2 separate regions of the Triticum aestivum genome follow, and region 1 is linked to region 2. A link is a contact called in public Hi-C data. All regions are on one chromosome and are shown on one strand. The core of a region is the stretch at or near the end of the contact, and the rest is flanking DNA. Distances in the headings are between cores, read along the strand shown. Region 1 holds the start of LOC123105187 (NADH-ubiquinone oxidoreductase subunit 8). Region 2 holds the start of LOC123105178 (kinesin-like protein KIN-8B).

Region 1 (6,268 bases), core at 1,466-3,965, 460 kb after region 2:
CCAACATTCAAGCATCTTAAGCCAATCACACAGTTTTGCACTACTATACATGAGAATTTTCAGTAACTTTTGAAACTAATCAAAGGCCAAGACTTCAATAACTAAGATTGGCGAGAATGTTACAGACTTACACGGTACAGCAAGCTACTTCCAGAAACTATCAGTGTTCAACAAAGTTTACAGTAAATCTAGCACGGTAGTACTGGACACATGGCGCCATGGGGGGCTCATGAATTTTAGCTTTGTGTGTTCAATTGCAAAATATTATTAAATCTAGATACGATGATTCTTCAAGAGCTTCTCAAACCCCATATGTGCACCAGTTCCATACACCATACTCCCTCCGTCCGTAAAGGCTTGTCCCTCAAATGGATGTATCTAGCACTAACTTGGTGCTAGAAACATCAATTTGAGGGACAAGCTTTTTTGGACGGAGGGAGTACTAGATTGAAGAAGCATGTGGCCTAAGAAATTTGAGCTGCAAATATTTTTTAAATAAAAGCACCAATAAGCAGAAAGCTGTAATGCTCTTGCTGCCAGTGATTCAGAGCTCAAAGTTCTAACTGCTAACACCGTACACAATCTTACTGACTCAAGAGGTTTGCACCATCAGTGTTTCAACCCTGGAGTTGTGGACTCTTTTAGGACAGGTTCCCAGTCAGTAACCAGCAATTTTCTTGGTGGTTTTGACTTGTCCGTTACCCTCAAAGAATGACCGACATCTGTCTGATTCACGGCCATAATTATGCCATCAATTGTACTTCAAATTGCAATTTAGATTTTAAATTAAATTTTTCCAGGCCACGATTTGTTCTCCTTGTACCCACGGGAAAAAGTGATCAATCCCAGGAACTGAAACCCTTCATACAATGGCCAGACTATTCTGAATACTCACAGAACATCAATCTTAATGCTTTACTCCACAAGCACTAACAACTACGATGACTACCACAAACAAGAACAAAACCATCATGTATTGTAAATAACTTCAAGCAAGTAAGGGATCAAACTTTTCTTAAAAACTTTAATCAATTTCAGTCAGATATACTTGAAAGAAACCAATTTTGCAAAGTAAATAATGGGAAAGAGAAGATGACCCTAAGAACTCATAATTTAATATGGAAAACATGGCATCACTGTTATAACATTGCGTTGAGAAGTATTACTGGTGCAAACACCAAATTTTCATATAAGCATGGCCTGCTATTACTATGGACCGTTTAGAACTCAATTTCATTTGGCAGAAGATAAATTCATATGGTTTGCTAACTAATCCACTACTATTGCGAGATTTAAGAGAACACAACTTACAGCTTCACAGAGTTTACAGGCAATGCAACGCTCTTCCCCAGTATCATAACGTCTGAGAGCATGCTCCCCTCGGAAACGGGGGCTCAAAGGGCCCTTCTCAAATGGATAGTTAATCTACAAGGAGTCAAGATAAAAGAACAGTCAACAGAAGCAAGCACGACAATAAGACTAATAGCATGTGTGAAATTCGCCACTTAACTGTAACTTTCCTCTCGAAGAAGTACTTGAGCGTCAGCATCAAACCACGGACCATTTCAGTCAAAAACAATGTATTGATACTCCTTTCAAACACTGAAGAAAGAGCATTAAAATGAGAGGTGAAGCAGTATCCTAACAGCAACAAGGAAAATAGCCAACATACAATTGTATGCCCATATAAAAAACATATACTCACCAGCACTCCAATCTTTGGCGAGCTCTTTCGCAAGCTGTTCTTTCTCCTCGTCCTCTGATCATTAAAGAGGGCAGCGCTTTCAGAGAACAGTAGCATCGCACAAATTTAAATTCAAGATGCAACTATGCACACACAAAATCATAGCATGGAATTAGTGTTCGAAAGAATAAGGCCAATTAGAATTCGATACTATAGTCCATCATCATCAGCAAATGGCTTTAAGTTGTAAAGAACAGGTTCTCCTAAAACCAACGGGAGGCAGCATGGCACAATTTTTGACCATTTCATACTGGGTGTCAGGCATCAGTGTGCAACTAACTAATACTCTATAACCGAAGATCTGTTCCAAAGAGTTTCAGGTACAACCCTAATTCCTCGCTCACACGCTACCGTATGCACCACAAGATATAGAAAATCAATCACTTTGAACACACGAAATGCATGGAAATGGTAAGGTAGAACCAACATAGCCCGAACCACATTTCCGAAATAATCATAATACCAAAAGCTCAGGAAGAGGGGAGAGGGTGGATACCTTTGAACCTCTTGGGCGCCCCCGCGTCCATGTAGGTCCGGAGGTGGCCCTGCATCGCCGTCGCGGACGGGCCGAGACGCGCCTGAAACACCGGCAAACCACGAATCAGGCGCAAGTCACAGCAAACAGGAGTGCGGGGCGGCGTGCCTCGATCTGAAAGCCGGAGGGCGGACGGCGGAGATCTAGGAGGGCGACGGCGGGCAGGGGAGGCGGGGGAGGGGTAGAAGGGCTGCTCACCGTCTGCCTAGCGCGGAGGGCCATCGCTGCCTGCCGGGCTAGGAGCGCCGCCATGGTGGCGTCGTCGGCGACGAGGAGACGGTGGATTCGGATCGAAAGGGGGTTGAGGTGGACTGTGCACTGTGGTCTCTAGTTAGTGGCTGGGGGATGTCCGGGTGTGTGGAGAAACAGGAACTTACAGGTGGGCTAGGCTGGGCTGGGCTGGGAAGTGCAGCACCGCCCAGAAGACAGGGGGGCCTTCCGTGTGTTCAAGGCACTAGAGGTATAGAAGTGCCCCGTGCCCATCCAAAACGTTCGAGATCGATTGCCTGTTTTTTTTCCTTCTCGCTCGCGAGTTAGGGTTTCTTCTCCCTGGGGCGATCTCTTCGTCGCCATCGAATTCGTTCACCTTCCCTCCCTTGGCAGTGCCATCGGGGCTGATTCGGGCTGATTACGGGGTGGTTCTGGACCATCACCCGGCCTTGGTTGGACCTGACTGGTTACGGGCAGGGAGCTAGGGTTCGTTTACAATGCTCGATCGGATCTCCTTCAGGTTAGGGTTTCAAGAGGATGGCAGAGGAAGGCGCGTCAGCGGCTGCAAGACGCGTCGCAGGCCCCTCTGTCGAGTTGGAGAAGATGATGGCAAAGCTGGGCCTTCGCGATGAGGACTTGGACGACGTCGTCTATGATGAGGAAGCTGCACCGCCGAAGGCGGCTCGGTGGAGCGCCGTGACGCGGGTGCACATAAACAAGGAATATAGCCAATTTTGGCTCTTCAAGAACATGCGAGCGGCATGGGATCTCGCTCAGAACTGCAAGTTTCATCCCTTAGAGGATAATCTCTACACAATACAGTTCTTTTGCTTAGGGGATTGGGAACACGTCATGCAGGACGGCCCGTGGAACTTCCGTGGATCACACGATGATCCTTACGCCCTATGATGGAATCACCCAACCCTCCAAAGTAGCGCTGGACACACTTGATATTTGGGTGCAGATTCATGATGTCCTGGACAAGTACGCCCATCTAGTTCCAGCCTTGGCAGGGAAAGTTGGGGAAGTTCTGTTCGTGGAATCGCAGTCTCAAGACTTCGCCGGCAACTTCTACCGAGTCTGGGTTAAGATCAATGTCTTCAAACCACTCAAGAATGCGGTGTCAATGATTCGCGATGGCAATCGTCAGATATAAAAGGTGAAGTATGAGAAACTTCCTGATTGGTGCGCCGTTTGTGGGCGTCTAGGCCATGTTTTCAAAGAGCACAGTGATGGAGTTCATACACCAGATGCGCTCTTCTTCAAAGACCTGCGGGCTTCCTGGACCATGAGGACGGGGACTGGCCCCGGGGGAGGCCGAGGTCGCCGCGGTGGGCAGGGAGGAGGCCGAGGTGGCCACACCAACAATGCTACTGCGAGAGGGGCGTCGTCTACGGCTCCGGGTTATGATGATCCTGTTGACACTGCTAGCCGTGTGATTGTGGACACTGATATGATGGAGGGTAACAGGAAGCGTCCGGAGAGAGCAAGTCAAAGTGAACAACAATCTGTTGGAGGATCCATAAACAGTCAACTTGCAATCATTCCGGCTGAACTAAATGCAATGAGTCCTCCACCAAAGAGAGAATCAAAAAGGGCAAAGGCGGCTGATGGCAATGAGGAGTTAGGGCGTGTTCTGATCTCCTCCAACTTCACAAATCCAGCTTCCCTAACCAGCTTCTTGCTTCACACAGCGATTCGCAAGTGTTCGACGCCGAGCGTAGCTTCTCGGGTCGCTAAAGCCAAGCTAGGAGGTTGTTGGGCCTAGTTGGGTGCCAGTTTGGGCCGTTGGAGGTAGCCTAGAGAGCCTTTGTACCTATTCGATCGAGAGAGAATGACCAGCGATATGTGTGGGCAACGTACCGATTCGATTACCTTCACTTGGTGGTGGCACTTCCAATGTAATATTGGCTAACTTCAGCTTTTCGTATCGGTGGAGCTGGGCCGACCCTGCTTCACGTTTTGTACTACGCTTGATGGTAGCTTCCTGAAGCTAGCTTCTCGGTCATATTTCGTTCGGCATGAATCCGCTCCAATATTTGTGAAGCGTGGAGTGAGAGGAGATCAGAACATGCCCTTACTAATGTAGCAAAACCAAATAAGACGGGCTCCGGCGAGGAGCGCCGCTGAGCCCAATGAGTATCTTATGTTGGAACTGTCATGGTGCTGGCAAACCCGCGGCGGTTCGAGAGCTTCACGATATGGTGAGGCAGTTTGCCCCTCTATAATATGCATTGTTGAAACTCAAATAGAGGGTGAGAGAGTTGAAAAGCTTGTTGATACTTTAGGCTTTAATAAGAGTTTTGCTATTAGTAGTTCTGGCAGAAGTGGTGGTATTGGGATTTTCTGGAATGATTCAATAAAGCTTGAGATAATTGGTTACTCTGAGTATCATGCCGATGTTGAGGTTGACTCCTTTAATGGTACCAAGGCCAGGTTCACCTTCATCTATGGAGAAGCTCAGGTTAGCAAGCGGTACAAAACTTGGAACATGCTTAGGGGCATTGCGAGCTCGAGCCAGCTGCCCTGGGCTGCTCTAGGCGACTTCAATGAAGTGTTGCATGCCTATGAACATGATGGAGTAGGAAGCAGAAGCCAGGCTCAGATGGACGCCTTCCAAGACGCCCTAGATACTTGTGGTTTAGCAGATATCGACTACCATGGGAGTACGTGGACCTTTGAGAAGAAGGTCGCCAGTGGCACTTTCACGCGTGTAAGACTGGATAGGTGTGTCGCCACACCGGCGTGGTCACTAGCGTTTCCCGCAGCAAAGCTTGAGCATAAAAATTCAGCGTCATCCGACCATGCAGCGATCCTACTCTCGTTATCTAATGTGCATACACAAAAGAAGGGGCCACATACGTTTAAATATGAGCTGATGTGGGAGCGGCACCCACAGTTCATTAACTTCGTTTCAGAGGATTGGAGCAAAACACATGCCAACTCAGTGGCAGATTTGCATGAAAAGTTGAATGGGCTATCACACGGCTTGCATCATTGGGACCACACTGAGTTCAGTTCTCTTCTTGGCGAGATAAAAAAGCTTAAGGGATAGCTAGATGTGCTGCGGGCGCAAATGGGGAGGATCGGCCCTTCCCATGTGGAGATCAAAATTTCAGACTGCCTAATAGAGTTATATCACCGGGAGGAGATTCTTTGGCGACAGAGAGCAAGGCTAGAATGGTTGGCTCATGGAGACAAGAATACTTATTTTTTTCATCTCAGAGCCAGTCGGAGAAGAAGAAAGAACCAAATAAAAGCATTGCAAGGCCCGGATGGTAGTTTAACCGAGGGTGCAAATGAGATGGCCAATCTTACCAGCGTGTTCTATGAAAACCTCTACACTTCCGAGGGAGTACAGAATATGGAGACAGTCCTTGATACAGTGCCATGCAAGGTAACGCCCGAGATGAATATCCAGTTAAATGCTCCATACACACAGCAGGAAGTGAAGGAGGCTCTTTTCCAAATGTTCCCTATAAAAGCCCCGGGGCCGGACGGGTTCCCCGCCCATTTTTTCCAACGTAATTGGGATGTGTGCGGTGATGAGGTAACAAAGGTGGTGCTTCGAATAGTTGAAGGGACGAAGTCTGCGGAATGTATTAACGAGACTATCCTAGTTCTCATCCCCAAGGTAAAAAGCCCAACGCAGTTAACTCAATTCCGGCCTATATCCCTCTGCAACGTCCTTTACAAAATTGCATCCAAGGTGATTGCAAACCGTCTCAAGCTGATATTGCCCGACATAATTTATGTAGAACAGTCCGCCTTTGTTCCTG
Region 2 (6,464 bases), core at 199-2,698:
CTCAATAGGGTGTCCCGGCTAGGCGATTGGACTGGATGGTAACACGAGGCAAGATTTTGCCTAAGTTTGGGCTCTCGCCATAGAGATAATCATCTACTACTGCTAATGTCTATTTGCGACTGGGGTGTGTGTGCAAAGTATAGTTGAATACCAAGGATTGTAATGTGTCCATTGACAAACCCCCGGCTTATATAGCTTACCGGGGGGCTTAGGTAGTCGGCTATGTAGGTGGAGATAGAGTCATCCATGGCTCTAGTTTCTTCAGCTTGTACATCAAGTCTTCAGAAGTCTTCGTATAGCGTGTCATGTGCTAGCATGGCCTATCAGGCTAGAACCGACATGGTGAGAGAACCCTGGCCCGGGACAAATACGAGACCAACAAAGACACCCCACGCCAGATTCGAAGAAGCTTCTCGGCAGTGTTAGATCATGTTTGAAGGCGCAGACACATTGCAATAAGATGTTCTGTGAGCTCCTCGACGACGCCGTCAAGAGAGTGAGAATGCAACGTGCCGCTACTAGGGTTTTCATTCGCAAACCTAACACGAAGAGAAAACACATAACGGTGCCCCCATGAGCAAGCAACACCCATGGGCATCATCGTTGGAGCGGGAAGCTTTCGCCGTTGCCGGTGCCAAAGCGCAAAGCTTTCACTCAGATCCTCGTCTGTGCCACACAAGGTTCCATGGTCTTGGAACCAACCCAGAGACAGGGATATTGCCGTCGGCACATGGCCTCGAGATCATGACTAGCGACTCGTCACCGCCGAAGCCACGGCGACGCCAGAAATCACTCGTCGCGTTCTCCCCTCGACACCCACATAGCTAAGACGAGAGCCACCGCAGCTGCAACGACGCTCGCCGCAAAGCCAACCGTGTAGCCTCACATGGAGGGCCGCCGCGCCGACACCCACCAGAGCTCCCGCGCCTCTGCCACGCAAACTAAAGGCACACGATCACCCACCGGCCTGTGCGCCATAGGCGAGCTCCCCACTCTAGCTAGCATCGCACTGTTCCGCATCGTGCATTGAAGCTGGACCAGAACGCCTTTCGGCACTCGTGCACATCGACCCTTCCTTCTTCATCCCAGCTTTGTTGCATTGTGCACTCCACACCCCATAGCGTGCGCACACAGTAGCCGGCTAGCGTCCAGGTTTGGGTTTGCACGCGACGAGAGCGCCCCGACGAAGCGAGAGACCTGGCAGGTAGGCGGGGAAAGGATAGATAGAGGGGCGCGCCGACGAGCTGTGCGTGGCGCAGGACTGACTGTACCGCAGGTACGGCGTCGTGTACCGGACCGGGCCGGAGCCGGACGGAGGCGCAGGCGCAAGCGCAAGCAAAGGCATCGGACCGTTGGGTGGGGCCCAGCTAGGGCGAGGCCCACCCCCACCTCGCCTCCCCTCCCCCCCCTCCCGTTCCGTGTCGCCTTCTCCAGCTGCCGCCGATTAATTATTCCTCCCCCATTAAACCACCACCTCCGTCTCCTCCCTCCTACCACCGCCTCCTCCTCTTCATCCCCTGAATCCTCTTCGTACGCCCGCCTGCAGCCCCGTCGTGCCGCCCACCAAATCACACACGCGCTCGACCTGTGGCCGTGCTGCCATTTTCTTCTGTGGATGGAGTAACCGCCGTTCCTTCCTTCCTTCCTTCCCCGGGCGCGGCGATTTCGGGAGCGTTGGGCACGGCTCCGCGGGCTCGCATTTTGGCGGAGGGAGCCGGCCTCCGGCGGCGGCATTTCTCCTCGACTCCTCCGGCATTCGGCCGTGTTGGCCGGCGGCGGCTCGGGTTGGTTTGGTGGTGGACCGGTGAGCAGGGAGGCCACTGCAGCGGCAGTAGCGGGCTCCTTTTCGCGGGGCCCCTTTTCGCCGCCGCCGCGGCAGCTGGTGGTGCTGCTGGTGCGGTGGGGATGCGCCTCGCCTTTTTGCCGCCCCCGTGTGGCGTGATTCCGAAGGGTCGTGGGCGTGGGCGCGGCCGGGTTGGCTTGTGCTAGATTGGCACCGCATCTTCTGGGCGAAGGAAGGGAGGGAGGTCGGCTGGGCTGGGGGCCAACCCCCAAAAGGAAGAGGAAGGTTCCGCGCAATGCCCACCATCCGGGCTCCGGCTTCCAGGCAGACGGCCACGCTGCAGGTACCACACTACACCCTCTGCATCAATCCACTGCGATTTAACTGCACTTCTGTTCCATTGCCTTGCTTGATTATGTGATCCTGTATCTATTTGCAGGTGGCTGTCAAGTGCAGGCCACTGACCGACAACGAGAGCCGGCGCTCGCGGCACATCATACAAGTAATTGATGACAAGGTAAACAGACAGAGGCTTGGCTTGATTTGCTTGGGCTATGAACTATTAGTAGTTTGTGTCATGGGTGGTTAGAATTTTGCCATGGATGGTAATGGTATTGGTAGCATAGCAAACTAGTAGTGATAATGTTGTGCTTGTATGGTTCTCCAGAATGTAGCTGTGTTGGACCCTGATATCTCCAAGGGCTACCTGGACCTCATCCAGAACCGGACCAAGGAGAAAAGATACAGCTTCGATCACGTGTACGCGCCTGGATGCTCCAATACGGTACGCAGGCTTATGTACCTCATTAGCTTGTGCTGCACTAACCCTGAATTGCTTAGCTTGCTTTTGACAATGGGCTCATATGCTGATTACAGTAAGTGTCTTAAATCTGCACTGAAGCTTGGGAGTTCCTGGATTGGTCATGCCTTGCATTTCAGGAAATGCTACTTCAGAAAGCGAAACCGCAACCAACCCCTTTGGTTTATTAATTGCCAAAACTAGGAGTTGCTCATGCTTTGGATAGCTCTAGGTTGTAACGATGCTATTGGCATGTGCAAAATGCCAATTCAGTCTGGAGCTAAGCAAAGCATTGGCTGTATTTGTTACTGTTAGGTATGCTACCTAACGCGTATACGTCTGGTTTCAGAGAAAAGGACTCCAGTTTAGAGAACTAATTTCCAAAACCCAGGTCTCTTTTTAATCCGTGACCTGGACTGGAGCCTGGGGCATTTGTTACACTGTATCTTCACCACTTACCCTGTAAACTGTAATCAAGTGCAACTAGCTGGGCAGCTGTTTTTTATCCACGGTCTTCGTAGTTCGTCTACAGTGGCTCTCCCTGATACGGTTGCACTAGTCCGCTCTACAACCGTGTTATTAAGTTTTAACCCAGTACCACTTGTTTCTGCTCCGTGGTCACCCCTTTTTGAAAAAAAAAACATTTGTTTCTTCTGTGTTAACGTTTCAAAAATCTGTCGGTTAGTTGTAGTCACTGCATTTATTTTGAGATTTTTGTGTGACACCCAGTGGGAGATCATGCGAGCACCCAGTGGCTGGAAGTTATTAGATACGTAACTAGTCCTACTTATGAGCTAGTCTGAGTCCAGGCTATAAACCCCTAGCAGCTTATCCTGAGTTCCTGACAAACACGTGTTTGTATTAATAACTCTTAAAGCCCAACAGATCTGTCAACAATGTTTAAATCGCTATTAGGATTTGATTTCATATGAATACTAATTTTGATTCGTTTTGCAAGAGTCATGTAACATCGTACATCGTGTTGAAAAACTTAATTCTGTATCGCACTATCACTGGATCTTGTCAGAATCATTCTTGTAAAAAATGTTACATAAAATGTTGAAGCAATCAAAGTTCTATGGTCAGGCCATGTTACACTGGTATGTATAGATGCTGGAAATGTGTATATACCTAGTCAAATCTCTTGCCCGGTTAGATACGAAAACAAATGTGCTTTGTTTCAGAAATAGTTGTATTTGTTCAAATATATAGCTGTATTTCCTGTACAACTACAACAGCTCAATAACTTTAAATGTAGCTGACAAAGTTCCACCATTTTGTCCAAGGTCTGTAAATACTGCATAGATTTATTGTTCCTGTTAATGTGGAATTTTGTAGCCCCATTGTAATAATATGTAATAGGTTGGACTAAGAGAGCATCGCCAACAGCAGACCAAAAGCTGATTTTAGGGGGAGAGAGAAGGTTTTTGTTCACCGGAAAATCTTGTGGTTTTCCAGCAGACCAAAAATTTGAGAACCACATGAAACATGACGATCCGACGCGACGCAGGGAGGCCAGAAGGCAGATCTGTTGGCAGGGGGGGGGGAGCTCGGCGGGGATGGCGATGGTGACGGCAGAATCCGGTGGCGGGGAAGTTTGGCGACGGTGTGGAGCATGGTTGGACGGCCGGAATTGTGCGGGACCGGGCGGCCGTGGTTGTAGGGGTGGCGGCGGGACTTGGGGCGGCCCTGGTGCCCGACGGCCAGAATTGGCAGGCGCAGATGCAGTGTGAGGCCGCTTGGCGGTGGTTGGGTTCCTGCGCAGCAGTTTTGTTTTTTGGTTGGCTGCTAGCGGTGACCGAAATATACATCATTTGTAGCATTGTTTGGTCAGGACCAAAAAAAAAATATGGCCGCCATATAGGTATTTGTCTGCTGTTGGAGCTGTCAGTGTTTTTGTCACGGCTATGTTTTTTGGTCTGCTGTTGGAGATAGTCTAACTGATTCTAGGTACATAGATATAACTTAGTCCCCCTTTCTACAAGTAATTATTTTATGTATTACATTTTTTGTGAGTATTGTGTTTCAACACAACCCAGCAAGTTCAGTAGCCTAAAATGCATTTATGTGCAAACTGATGCTAATATGTTTATGTCTTGATATTAGAATTTTCCATACTTAAGGTTATTATCACTGAACATATGGAGACTGCAAGAATGAGAATCATCTGGATGTGTATGGATTTAAGACATGGGAACAAATGCTGTGTTCTTGTAGTTAATGTTTTACACTATATCATCTTACGATTTTAATTTGATACAAATGCATTCATTTTACAGGATGTTTATAAGAATATTTCTCCCACAGTTTTGGGTGTAGTTCAAGGCCTTAATGTGACAGTCTTTGCGTATGGCTCTACTGGAAGGTATGCATTCACTGGATTATTTTTGCTACTGACAAGCAGATTGCTTATCTTTTAGCCATCATCAAATATGTACTGCTTTACAATCACAGTTCTGAAGGATCTCATAAATTGCGCTCATTAAAATATGGTGTAAATTTCGTAAGTTTTTAAACTTTAAGGAAATGGATGATATACTGTCCAAACACTTCTTCAGATGTGGTCATCGAATTAACGCATTATATTTTCCTGAATTTCCTCTATTTCAAAATTTTCTTATCTGTACCATGCTTGGTAAGCTTACCTCTTAATCATGCAATTGAGGTTAAAAAGTGATTAAATGCTTGTCCACTCTAGATTGTATTTACTTCACACTTAGTCAGTTGCCATCCCAATTTAATGATTGTTCAAATGGTTTTGCTATTTCTAAGTCACCGTCCAGGTCTGTTTGATAGTAAGACTTTAGGATTTGTACATGTCTGTTTGATAGTCACGGTCCCGGTCTGTCTTGATCTTACGGCTATAAGTAGTCGACTGTTCAAAATGCTAAAAATGAAACTGTTCCCAGTTGCTATGGGATGTTACTTTGTTTCTTTTGCTTCATTCTTTTCAAAACTTCCCTGGCGAAGAACTGATGTACTATTTATTCAGTAAAGGTGTTTTTGCTATACTTGGATACTGAGCTACAATATGAAGTTGTTCCATATGTATATTAATATGCCCTGCTGTATGTGATTCTACAGTGGCAAAACATATACGATGGTTGGAAGCCGGAGTGATCCTGGTCTTATGGTTCTTAGCTTCCGCACAATCTTTGATCAAATAAAAAAAGATGATAGTTCAGATACATTTGAAGTCTCATGTTCATATCTGGAAGTATACAATGAGGTAATGTGCAAATAATTGTGTTTATAATAAAAATATTATCAGTCCTAATAGATGTGTTGCATATAAGCTGTGAAATAATTGTCGGTTTTCTGAACTCCAGGTTATCTATGATTTGCTTGAGAAATCCTCAGGTCACCTAGAGCTTCGTGAGGATCCCGAGCATGGCATAATAGTTGCTGGTTTAAGAAGAATTAAGGTTTACAACTCTTCCTTCCTCACAGTATTTATTTTTCCTGGTAATAAGTTACATGTCTTGGCTGCTAGTGTTAATTCTGGCCTTCTTTTGTGTTATTTGCTTTTTTGTTTGTTACTCTTAACATTTCTAATTATTATTTTGCACATAATGTTATCTGCATAGTACTCTTAACATTTCTAATTATTTCGAGTAGCTGATAAGTTGACAATGAAAGGACATGAGTAGATATTCTTGTTGTGCTTTTAAGCTGCAATATTTTCTGAGTATTCTGTAGGAAAAGCTTGCAATAAATAATTAAAATGTTTATTTTATGTGGTCTCTTTTTTCAAAGATATTCGGTTTGGTCCTTGGTTTTGTATGAAGCCTTTTTTTTTTTGTCTAATTCTGTTGCAACATCCAGATATTGCATGTCATGCTATATTCTGAAAGCATGCCTGTTGATTCCCATCGGTTTTGG

Evidence for each region. Hi-C and Micro-C count contacts between places; a contact is called where the count stands out from the background.
Region 1: a contact with region 2 is called in a Hi-C map of leaf, with 5 times the contacts expected there. The contact joins the promoter of LOC123105187 here to the promoter of LOC123105178 in region 2. A contact is called at or near these places in 2 of 5 Hi-C or Micro-C datasets (both in leaf).

The regions. Positions count from the first base shown.
Region 1 is chr5A:600,339,145-600,345,412 of IWGSC CS RefSeq v2.1, forward strand. It overlaps LOC123105187 (NADH-ubiquinone oxidoreductase subunit 8), which reads right to left and starts at 2,716. Exons shown (of 8, transcript XM_044527200.1): 1 at 2,478-2,716; 2 at 2,241-2,322; 3 at 1,706-1,759; 4 at 1,511-1,602; 5 at 1,312-1,425. The coding sequence starts at 2,531.
Region 2 is chr5A:599,880,275-599,886,738 of IWGSC CS RefSeq v2.1, forward strand. LOC123105178 (kinesin-like protein KIN-8B) reads left to right here and starts at 1,449. Exons shown (of 16, transcript XM_044527185.1): 1 at 1,449-2,126; 2 at 2,223-2,300; 3 at 2,451-2,567; 4 at 4,862-4,947; 5 at 5,667-5,811; 6 at 5,912-6,007. The coding sequence starts at 2,079.